Linked DNA regions of Sus scrofa: region 1 is linked to region 2. A link is a contact called in public Hi-C data. All regions are on one chromosome and are shown on one strand. The core of a region is the stretch at or near the end of the contact, and the rest is flanking DNA. Distances in the headings are between cores, read along the strand shown. Region 1 holds the start of VEZT (vezatin). Region 2 holds the start of METAP2 (methionine aminopeptidase 2).

Evidence for each region. A called contact is a pair of places that touch in the nucleus more often than the background predicts.
Region 1: a Hi-C map of liver shows a contact between it and region 2, with 3 times the contacts expected there. The contact joins the promoter of VEZT here to the promoter of METAP2 in region 2. A contact is called at or near these places in 3 of 47 Hi-C or Micro-C datasets (fibroblasts, heart right ventricle and liver) and 1 of 2 datasets of contacts at active chromatin or transcription factors (alveolar macrophages).

Annotation. Positions count from the first base shown.
Region 1 is chr5:88,103,133-88,109,324 of Sscrofa11.1, forward strand. VEZT (vezatin) reads right to left here and starts at 1,636. Exons shown (of 13, transcript XM_013998069.2): 1 at 1,469-1,636. The coding sequence starts at 1,504. It overlaps FGD6 (FYVE, RhoGEF and PH domain-containing protein 6), which reads left to right. Exons shown (of 23, transcript XM_013998063.2): 3 at 806-1,105. The coding sequence starts at 1,102.
Region 2 is chr5:87,924,275-87,930,068 of Sscrofa11.1, forward strand. It overlaps METAP2 (methionine aminopeptidase 2), which reads right to left and starts at 1,881. Exons shown (of 11, transcript XM_003126711.6): 1 at 1,635-1,881. The coding sequence starts at 1,785.

The DNA.
Region 1 (6,192 bases), core at 386-2,885, 180 kb after region 2:
TTTTCTACTGAAATGTTCTCTGAGCATATATTACTGTTACATTCAGATATCTAAGGAAATAAGCAGGTTAAAAAAAAAAAAATCCACCCAGTCAGTCCCCTTTCTCTAAGCAACACAGATTTCTGTCTCTCCTTCATCTCCCACATTGAATCTTCTGTTTCCTAGATTTTACCATAGAACAATCTGTCCAAGCCATTATTCTATTTTTTCTTCTTGAATTTCCAAAATTCAGGTGTTTGTCTTCCCTACTGACCTCCTCAAATCCAGACTCTTCCTTTTGGTAAAAGGGCCATATCTTTCACTACTTCTCCATTCTAGCCACATGGAGAAGTAGTGGAACCACTTTACAGCGCGACACTTACCACTCACGTCCCTTTACACCAGATATTTCCACACCTCCCAATCTTGGCATACCGTTCTTTCCCTATAATGCATTTTCTCCCTTCCATCTTTCTAAACAGATTCATAGTCCAAGATTCACCTCCGATATCCATTTACTGGGTGTAGCTTCTCCAAGGCCACAAGAACAGACCGGGGCGGGGTTCCAAATCAATCCTCCAACGACAGTTTGGATATATTTCAACATTTCCCATTCCATAATGTTTATTGCCTAGCTCTCTAACTGTACGGAACGAGATGTCTCTTTTCTTAAATTTCTTAAAATCCAGTTGGATGAATGGACTTTATAAAGCATACATATATGCTTTATTACAGGGGTGCGAGTTTTCACCTGTGTCTGATATAGAAATGGCATCAAAAACATTAGCCTGTTTTTTTTTTTTTTTTCCTTTCCTTTTCATTCAAGATGGCAGAGGACGTCTTAAAATAATCCCACACAAAAGCACTCACACTGGAGCCTCGAATCAGAAGAACTGGCTACACCTAGCGTAATAGCAATAGGACAAAAGAATTAGATGCTGAGAAGCCCCGGCTCTAATCATCCACAGGAGGTCCCACACACAGATTTCCAACTACTTTAGAAAACTAGCACCTGCAGCCTTCATTCCAGGGCCACGCCTCGACCGTGAATGGTGATCTGCGGCACTTCTGGATACTGACCCCCAAAAAAACTGAGGACGAGAAACGGGGAGGATAAATTGTATGGGTGAGTATCCAAAACGCACGACTGGGCTCCGCCCCAACCAGGCGCGGACCCCCGCCCCGCGCGCGCCCGGTGCAGCGCATCCAATTCCCGGGGAAGGTACCGGCGGGGCTCTAGCCCCTCGGTCGGGCTGGGAATTCTGGGAGGGCCTGAGGCAGAGGCAGGACGCGGCGAGAGTGCCTCCGGCTACACCTGTCAGGCAGCGGCCAACGCTAGGCCCGGAAATTGCCGGGATTCGGGGACAGAGGCCGGCTGGAGTGTCACCCAATCCCTCGCCTCAGGATCGTCCCTCGCCTGGCCTTCTTGCCTTCTCCCTCGTCCTTCCCAAACAAAGGCAGTTCACACCCACCGCCATTTTCTCCTTACCTCAAAAACCACCTCTTCGTCAAAATCCGGTGTCATCCTTCTCCGCCATGCCACCAGCCTCAGCACGATGGGAAATGAAGGCGGGAGAACAGGCTGCACCCAGGCGTCTGCTGCGCCCTGTCGCCGGTGTCCAGTAAACTACAACTCCCAGCAGGTTTCGCAGCTCACGCCCCCTTTTCTGGCCGGCTCATTGGAGCAGAGCTTCAGCGTGTGGGCGGGAGGGGCGGGAGCGGGATGAAGCTCGGGGCTCTCTCATTGGACGAGGCTGAGACTTTTGTCCGCCTTTTACGGCCACGACTAACAGGGGGCGCTTGGAGCTCTGATTTTTTTTTTTTCCCTTGGAGTTTAGAAGGGCGCGCGCCCGCCAAACCTCGCTGAGCGCCGCTCGTGCCCGCGCCTGGCCGTCTTCCCGGAGCTCGGCTGGGCGGCGCTGGTGCCCGCCCGCCCGTAGCCTGCGGCTCGCGTCCGGGAGCGCTGCCGGGTCCCCGGAGGCGGCCGCATCCTTTGTGCGGCGCTCAAGTTGCGCCGCGGGGCCGCGGGACGGCATGTGGGCTCTACGGCGGCTTTTCTCTTCTGCCCAAACTCTCGAAACAATGGACTGTAAGGGGAGCGGGGATTGAAGGGGGCGAGCGGGGAAGCGAGCTGCACCGGGGAATCATGACTTCTGCCGCGGGTAAGTGACGGCGCTCGCGCTACGGCTGGAAAGTTAGTACGAGCGCTGCAGGTCTTGGGCTTGGAGCACCTTTCTCCTCTGGGGTGGGTGGCGGTGTGCCCTCTACCTTTCCCGAGGACTGTGGCAAGTGCGGAGCAGAAGTGTTTGCTGCGGGGTTTTTTTCGTCCCTTCCTGCCAAGAGGGGCTCTGGAAATCGTTTCTTTTGGGACCTCCTTTTAAAGGAAGATCCATGTCGGGTGCTCTTAGCGCCAGGTGAAACGTAAGTGTGACATTCAAAGAGGATGTTGACTTTTCCCTCCTAAAATTTGAGCGACTTTGCCGTTGCGTGTGAAAATAGTTTAGATTCCCATGTTAAGAAATCAGTTATTCTAGGAAAGGGCAGTGTTCCCGGAGTGTTGAACTCGGCGACTGGGCTAAGTCGCTTTAACCCTAGTATCGACTGGAAACCCTAACCCTTATTCAGTAAAGAGGTTTAGATACTGTTACTCCTGTCCTGCTGGTTTTCCGCCAATTACCTGAGAAGCAGAGGGGTAGCATTGGCGATCCCAAGGATTTTGTTCAACTTCACCCAATTTTTAGTGGATTTTTTTTCCTATTTATACCTGGTTAGTGTAAACAAAGCCTTGTTTTCTGTCTGCCGTAGTTCTTTCCCTTCACCCAAATGGTAAAGCTTGTACCTTTGTGTGGACTGGAGAATTTGGGACATTGTATTTTTGAACATTCTTAAGGAACAGTTCTTATTTTCCAAAACAATTACTAAAGTGGTGTGAAATTAACTTTAGAAGAGCATAGATTAATTTTTAAACCAGAACTTAGTGTATTTGGCACTAAGGTTTTTTATAACGTTTTTGCCCACGTTGTAAGAAATAAACTTTCATTAGACATTTTATAGTAAAATAGTGTAAAGCTCCCTGGCAGAGTTGATTCTAGATCAGCACTTAGGTCTCAGATTAAATTGTCTTAGCTTTTCTTGGCATTTGTTTTAAATTCCTGCAACTTGAAACTGTCAAATAGCACTCTAAATGTTCTGATTTGTATTATTTCTAAAGCCTAGATATGTTGGAGTGTTGTACTGCTAGGTGTAGTCAGATTACAGCTAAGGAGGCAAGCATAGTCAATAAGAATTAGAAAGCAAGCAGTGAAGTGGTCCTGAGAAACACGCTGTGGATCTTTTATGATGCTGTATGTATGTGTAGGAGGTATGTCATATGCTGCAAATTGTTCTTTATAAAATCTCTTCCTTACCAAAGGGAGGCTTTCTACTCACTTGAGGTGAATTATTTTCATCCTCAATTTCTGTGCCTCACTTTTAAGTTTTATTAATGAATGTCTAACTTTAAAGTGGTTGGAATTTTAAAATCCTTGCAGCCAATTTTAACTCTGTAGTATCAAATACATTTAAAACACCTTCTATCTGCCAATTTTCAATTCCAGTCCTAACCGTTTATAATGAACAGAAGCATTTAATTTAACATATAAGTATGTAAACCTGATCTAAGTTTCAATCTGGAATTTTATCGTTCTGTCTTTGGAATTGCCCCAGAATAATGCAGGCAATTTTTATATTGTATCATCTTTACAATTAAAGAACTCCGCAAACATTTTTGTGGTGTTTTAAAAGAGGGATACTTCCGGTGTGGAGCTGAGTTAGTTGCTTTTTAGCATGGCTTGCTGAGAAGCATTAAGGACTTTTTGTTCCCTCATCTGTTAAGATTTATTATAATTTTGTCTCATGCCTAAATGGAGAATGTAGAAAGGAACTGGGCTTTTCATTCCATCCTCCTCTTATTAAGTGGTCATCATTCTTTAGGTATTTATGATGCTCTTTAGAACAATATTCAAATTCATTCAAACTTAGGGAAAGATATTTGCATTGGGGGGAGGGGGTGTTTATTGACCTCACATCTAATCTGTGGAATGTGAAAGGGTTGGCTTAGTTTCTATGCATCCTAAAGAAGAGCTCGCTTTGTTTTTCTGCATCTATGAAAGAGGAGGTCCACGGTAGAGATTTTCGAATTATTCTAATCAGTATACGAACAAGGTATTTCGTATCTTTTTGGACGTGTGCAGGTCTCAGTAATGCCTGTGCTTTGCTTTTTGGCGAGTCCAGTAGCTAAGAAGGTGTGCACGTGGACTGTAGCCATATGTGTGTCACAGATGACAAGTATGTTTGCAATTGTTAGTAAAATGGCACTAGTGCTTTACTTCTTACCTTATTCCCCCGTCCCCCAGAGCCAAACAGCTGTGTAAATAAAAGATTTGCTGCTGTGCTCAAAAAACCTTGGGGTCTGACTGTTGATACAGTATTAAGATCCAAAGGTGCTAGATTCATTTCCAAACATCATGCACTTATTTCAAGAGTTTGACATTGGAGCAGACCGAAATATAATGGCTTGTTATTTTTTGAGTTGTGTTTCTTTGGCAATAATAATAATGAATTCAAATATTGCTGAACTAGTGACTTACTTGAACACTTGTTCCTTCTAATAAATTAAGAACTTAGTAATCCTGTTGAAGTTGATTCCTGCAAACTTTTTAAAATATTATGCTACGTTTAAATGGCTATATATATATATATATATATTTTTTTTTTTTTTTTTAAGAGATAGCGAGTTACTGAGATGTATTAAACAGTCTGTGCATGTGGTAGCTCTGCCCTTCTCAGGCCCTATTTGCAGCATTGGGGCTACAGCAGAGAGACAACGTGCCTGCCCTCCTGGAGCTTGCCTTCCAAGTGGTGAAGGCAGAGAGAGATCCGCTGGGGAGAAATCACACAGGGCAAAGAGGCTAGAGAATCTAAGGGCTCTCTGAAGCAGATCTCTCAGGAGTTATTATGTCAAAATCATATAGGCTGGAGTTCCCATCGTGGGGCAGTGGTTAACGAATCCGACTAGGACCCATGAGGTTGCGGGTTCAGTCCGTGCCCTTGCTCAGTGGGTTAAGGATCCGGCATTGCCGTGAGCTGTGGTGTAGGTTGCAGATGCGGCTCGGATCCCACGTTGCTGTGGCTGTGGTGTAGGCCGGTGGCTGCGGCTCCGATTAGACCCCTAGCCTGGGAATCTCCACATGCCGCGGGAGCGGCCCAAGAAATAGCTAAAAAGACCAAAAAAAAAAAAAAAAAAAAAAAATCGTATAGTCTTTAGAGATCTGTTCAACCGCCTCATTTACAGGTAAGGAAACAGACAACACCAAGGCACACAAATAGGTTAGCCAGCTCTGCCAGTGATGTTACTGGCTTTGTCCAGTACACAGGTAACCAACGGGGTAAGCTGAAGTTTCCAGTTATTATTTAATTCAGTGAGTGTGCACTGAGGCAGTTAGGTACATGGGCTGTGCTGTGTTTGTTGGTAATCAACCGTGGCTCATATGCAGTGAAGTGAATTTCTAGGACACTAAGAGAGAACAGAGATTTATGTTTCTTGGATGCAAACTCATGTGCAAAACAGGTCTTTTAAAAAAGAGTAAAGTTGATATCAAAGAGTAAAAAAAGATTGAAGAAAAATAGCAAAAATTGGTTGGTTAAATGATCCTGAGGCTTCTAAAAAGGCTATAAGATTCAGAAAATAAAAGATTAATTTAGTAAGACAGGGTTTTTGTTTGTTTTGTTTTTAATTATGAAATACACCTACCACAAACTTACCATGTATTCTGGTTTTAAGTGTACAGTTTGGTGGTGTGAAGTACATTCACTTTGCTGTGCAGCCAGTCTCTAGAACACTTTCCATATTGCAAAATTGACTTTTTTTTTTTAATAAAAAATAAGATAGCCCTGTTGTGGCTCAGCAGTAGTGAACCCAACTAGTATCCATGAGGAGGTGGGTTTGATCCCTGGCTCCGCTCAGTGGGTTAAGGATCCTATGCTGCCCCGAGCTGTGGTGTAGGTCACAGATGCCGTTCAGATCCCGTATTGCTGTGGCTGCAGCGTAGGCCAGCAGCTCTGATTAGAACCTGAGCCCGGGAACTTCCATATGCTGAGGGTGTGGACCTAAAAAGCAAAATGAAAATAAAAATAAAACAAAATCGATGTTTGTTTTTAATGCCTCCCAACTGC
Region 2 (5,794 bases), core at 631-3,130:
GGACCCTGGGGACTTTGGAAGTTCATGAAGAAAGAAGTTGTGTCAAGGTGCACTGGGTAAAATCAAAATAAACAAGGAAAGATATTCCATTGCTAATAAACAAAACTCTCAAACAGCTAAGCACAAGACCAGGCCCTATGCCGGAAATAATTACAACCTAGCTATAGGAGGAGTATGTGTGTGCGCAAAGAGGTAGTTTCACCAGGTAGCACATAATGAAATGACATTCTGGCCAGTAAAGAATTCATACTAAGGAGTTCCCTGTCCTGGCACAGCGGAAACAAATCTGACTAGGAACCACGTGGTTGCAGGTTCGATCCCTGGCCTCCCTCAGCGGGTTAAGGATCCGGCATTGCCGTGAGCTGTGGTGTAGGTCGCAAATGCAACTCGGATCTTGCGTTGCTGTGGCTGAGGTTCCAATTTGACCCCTAGCTGGGGAACTTATATTTGCCGAGAGGGCAGCCCTAAAAAGCAAAAAAGAAAAAAAAGAAAAAAAAAAAAAGATTTCCTACTGAGAGATACAACTGTTAAAAATATTAGGGTCAGACTGCTGAACACCTTAAAGTACAATGGAAAAGTCTGGATTTAATCTAAAAAAGAGGAACAACCACAAGACTACGTCCTGGGATTCCATTTTGCTATGGAAGTGTCCCAGCCCCTGCAACTATGCCTCCTCAACTCCCATTTATTTAAAATTTCAGAAAGATATAGATTAACCCTCTGTAACCGCTCTCAATTCCACGTTCATCATTTTTATCCTTCCATTTTTCTCTCATGCTTTCTGTAGCTGATTTTAGTGAGAAACAGAACAAATAATTTTTCCTAAAATGCCTTGATGCAACAAAAACAGTGACTTCTCAAAAAAGTTTCTAACTCATAATACAGTCCAAGTGTAATCCCCCAGCTGTTTTCCTTACTTTACCAGTGGATTTAGAGGAGTTCCATTAGGACCCACAGATTATCCTACCTAGACCGCCTACAAGTGGCATAATAATTCAGGCCTAGAAGCCCAAAAGCTTCAGGATCCTAAACGAGATTAGGCAGGTGAAGATTCGCACCACCACCGCACATCTTGCTATTACTACTCAGTGACAAGGGCGCGTGGGCATTCACACACATACAGGTCCTGAAAGTGCAGCCCGCCACAAAATTCCCTCAGTAAACTGGGATGGTGGGGGGAGGTGCGTCGAGGTATTAAGACTTGTCCACTTCACCCCCATCCTCGACGAAAAGGCGTCCCCACGCTGCTCCAGCAAAGAGGCGGCAGTATGGGTCAGAACCAGTTTGAGACCAATCCTCAAGGAAGGTGGGCGGGCTGGGCCCTGTGCCCGGCTTCAGGTCCGTTGCACCGTCTGCGTGGGAGCTGAGCTCCGACAATATAGGGGTTCCGGCCCAGCGACCCCAGATAAGCTGAGGCACCCTCTTCTCCTCCACCCCAACTCCACCACCTACCTAGTCTCACGGGAGAAGCTGCCTCTCCCCGGGACTGGGAATCTGCAGGCCGACCTGGACATACGTTCCGTCCTGGGCATCAGCCCAGAGTTGACTCCCCAGTCCCTGTCACCCCCGCCGGGCCTGAGTCGAGCCGTTCGAACATCCTGGCAAGGACTGGGAAAACATAAAATCCCATTTACCTGTGGCAGCCCCTTTAGTCTTCTTCTTCTTCCGTCTTTTTTTCTTAGCTGCCTCCTCAGCCGTAGAAGCAGCTCCCTCCTCCCTGTCGTCTGGATCCAGGTCGCCATTCAGGTGGCTCCCGGAGGACGCCGCCTCCTCCACGCCCGCCATGTTGCCCGAGAGAGCGCGAGGGATTGAGACAGAGTGGCGAGGGCCCGCTCCTTCTTCACCCACCTACACCAGCGACGCCGGAAGTTGCTCTCGGTGGTGGGGCGCTGGGAATGCTGGGGCGGCGGCGGACTCGCCTGTGGGGCCGCGCGTGCGCAGAGCGGGGCTGGGCTCGCCTCAGGGCCCGCGCTTCCGCTGTGGTGCGGAAAACCCAGCCAGGCCGGGCCCTTGCCTAGTCCTCAGGCAAATGAGCCTGCTAGAATGTCTCTTGGAAAGCCTGTGCTTGCCCTGTGCATAAGCGCTGCCTCCAGACAGAGTCAGAGAGACGTCTCTGCTGGAACCGAAGTTTTATATTTGTTGTTTTATGCACAGCGCCCCAGAAGCGCGGAGAGGGGCGAAAAAATGCCTTCACTGTACACACTTCTTTTTTATGACTCAAAAGGACTGCGTTTTTAGTCACAATTACAGCTCACGACGAAGCCGTCCCAGCACTAAAGAGCTGTATGTACCTCAACGGGGCCCGAAGAGGCAGTCAGAGGAAAAGAGATGAGGGGCGTTCTTTCGTCTCCAAAAGAAAGGGGTGATCACCTGCGCTGAGTGCTGCTAAGAGGTCAAGTAAGACGACTGAAAAATGTCATGTGTATATAGTAACATGGAAGCCACTGGTGACCTTGGTACGAGCTATTTAGGTAGAGAGATTGAAGCCAGACTAAACAGAGCTGAGAAACTCTTCATCCTTCAAGTTTGACCTTAGGTACTATTCCCTCAGAGAATTCTCTCTCAACAGTTTAACTGAGGCCCTGCTCATACAACCTCTCATTGAATTCTTAACCTTTTTTCATGGCAATTGGAATTCATTTATTTATGTGACTATTTGTTTGATGTGTGGCTGTCCAACTACCTTGAACTCCATGAAGACAGGAACCTTGCAAGTTTTATACTGTTATTACCAGCCTACCTCAAACCTAAAGCAGAGCCCAGTAAATACTTATTGTATGAATAGCACTTAAGTGCCAAGGTTTCTACATTCATTATCTCTCTCATTCAATCCACTTTTTTTTTTTTTTTTTTGTCTTTTTTGCCTTTTCTAGGGCCACTCCCACAGCATATGGAGGTTCCCAGGCTAGGGGTCTAATCAGAGCTGTAGCCACCAGCCTATGCCAGAGCCACAGCAACGTGGGATCCGAGCTGCATCTTCAACCTACACCACAGCTCACGCCAACACCGGATCCTTAACCCACTGAGCAAGGCCAGGGATGGAACATGCAACCTCATGGTTCCTAGTCGGATTTGTTAACCACTGAGCCACATTGGGAACTCCTCGATCCACTTTTTAGTTGAGGAAATTAGAGCTAGAGAATTTTGGTAACTTGGGTTATACAGGGAGTAAATAGAGTTAGAATCCAAACCCAAATCATCAAACACCAGAAATTTAATAATTCTGTATTCGGCCTTTCCAATTGAAATATGTATTGATTATAGACTAGAAGTAATTTTCTGGGGGGAGGTACAAAAGTGAAAAAAAAAAGTTCCCTCAAGAAATTTTAGCAGGCAATAAGACACATATAAATAAGTATAAAATAAGATGCTAATACTTTCCTTCCATCGTGTATTAAATCTTTTCTGTTCCAACTTGGTCTATCACAAAGGTGAAGATGTAATGGAAAATGTCTAATAGAGCTTCAGAGTGCGGGCAAGAATGTGACTGTCAACCTCAGGAGAAATCAGAGTTCACCCTTGTTTAGGTGCAAAGTTCCTGAAGTTTTTTAACATACTTATAAGTTAAGATCTGCTATATCAAAAACGCCTTCAAGCTTTGCTGTGAATCTTCCTAGTTCTATTTATAAGTTCTGGGAACACTTGGGCCATGGCTACTACCTCAGACCCAGTCCAGGAGACAGAGGGTCAGTAGATAAATTTTAATAAAGGGTGCTTGAGGTATGTTGATCTGCAGAATTCCCAATGTCAAAATAAGACATTGTTTAATGAAAAAAATAAGATGTTAAAATGCAATGGTGAAACAAAATACTGTTTCTTCCCTGCAAAGGGATTGTTCTTTACCTTGCCCCCTTTTCTGAAGAGAGGTAAGACAAACTTTAAGGTAATAGTAAAAAAAAGTAATACATATCTTGACAGTATGATAATGAATATTTGCTGGATGATAATTTTCCGGGACACTCCAGAGATTGAGATAACTGAGTAGCTATACTTTACAGCCCATAACACTCGTTTTCACCAAATTTCTTCATTTGCTTTTCTCTACAAGAGGAAACCGAATGAGGTAAAGGAATGAGAAATGTTGAAACCCTAAGTAAGAATCTAAGAGAACCTGTAAGAAATATAACTCAATACCAGCATGGGCTTGAATATTTTTTTCTAGCCAATTACATGAAGTCATTTTGTCTCAGATGGTTAACTAGATAAGCAGACAAAGATAAATTTTTTTCCTTAGATATTTCTATAGTAAAAGCAATGTACTAAAATAAGATGTATTTATTCTTTTGTCCAAAAAACATATTATCTGAAAAGAATCTTAATTCCAAAATGAACATCATAATTAGCCTCTACCTTGTTTTCATTGAAGTTCTTGGTAGTGGTATGGCTTGGGACAAGTCACTTAATCTCTTCAAATTTGTTTCCTTATTTGTAAAGTGAGGATAATAATAGTACCGAACCATAGGATATGGAAATTAAATTTCAAAATGGAGAGAAAGTACTTATGATGGCACCATATCTGACACAATAGTGACTGTTAACCAACATTACTGTTAGTATGCCATTCTCTTGAAATTTTTCCACTTGTGTGGATTATATGATAGCCTAGATATCCTAAGGCACACATGTTATTATGTGATCTTTGGCAGTGGGTTAACAGGAAATAATTTTTTTTTTCCTTTTTAGGGCTACACCTGTGGCATGTGGAAATTCCTGGGCTAGGGGTGGAATCGGAGCTGCAGCTGCTGGCCTTTGCCAACGCCAGATCCTTAACCTACTGAGCAAGGCCAGGAATCAAACTCACATCCTCACAGATACTAGTTCTTAACTAGTTGAGCAGGGTTCTTAACCTGCTGAGCCATGATCGGAACTCCAAGAAATACATTTTTTTTTTTAAGTGGGAAAGCTCCATTGTTTGACATTAAGAGAAATATTGAAGTTTTTTTCATATATTTATGGTTTAAAAAATGTCATATAACTATTTTTAAAATGTGTAGATGATATGGTGGAGATGGAGGTATAGTCACATTGGGGGTTAGGGCTTCAGCATATGAATTGGAGGGAACACAGATCAGACCGTAACACAGACCTTATCAAATGTCCCCTTGGAGAAGGGGGCAAAGAATTGCTCCTGACTGAGAACCACTGGCATAAAAGCATGAAAGGCTGTGGCAGGCTTAGGGGAAGTTCTTGCTGACAAGTAAGTGAATTGAGACCAGACTGTAAAGGGCTTTCTATGCTACCCTAAAGAGTACAGTTTTTATTGTAAAGTCTCAAGGTGATATGTAACAAGGGATATTTAAAATTTAAATAATGTTTTAAAATGCCAAAATTTACCACAACAGACATGTCCATAGCATAACAACACAATGAACAATACTGTGTAGCCATTAAAAGCCAGTAAAATTATAATCATTTTGATTATGTGGGTCAATTTAGATCTTTATGTAATACACACAGAGGTTGTCAAGCTAGGGGAATGTAATTTTTGCTTTGTGAAAGATCACTCAGATGGCAGTCTAGATGGTAGAGCGGTGGTTTCCATCCAGTAAATCCATGCATTTCATTTAAAAAGCCAAATTTATTTATTTATTTATTTATTTTGGTCACACCTTCACCATACAGAAATTCCCAGGCCAGGGATCAAACCTATACCACAGCAATGATTTAAGCCATAGCAGAGACAACACCAGATCTTTATCCCACTAGGCCACTGGGAACTCCAAAAGCCTAGTATATTTAAAGAATTGTTTTCTATTCTGAGAGTATGGTACTTTCTAGGTTTTGAAGTTGAGCA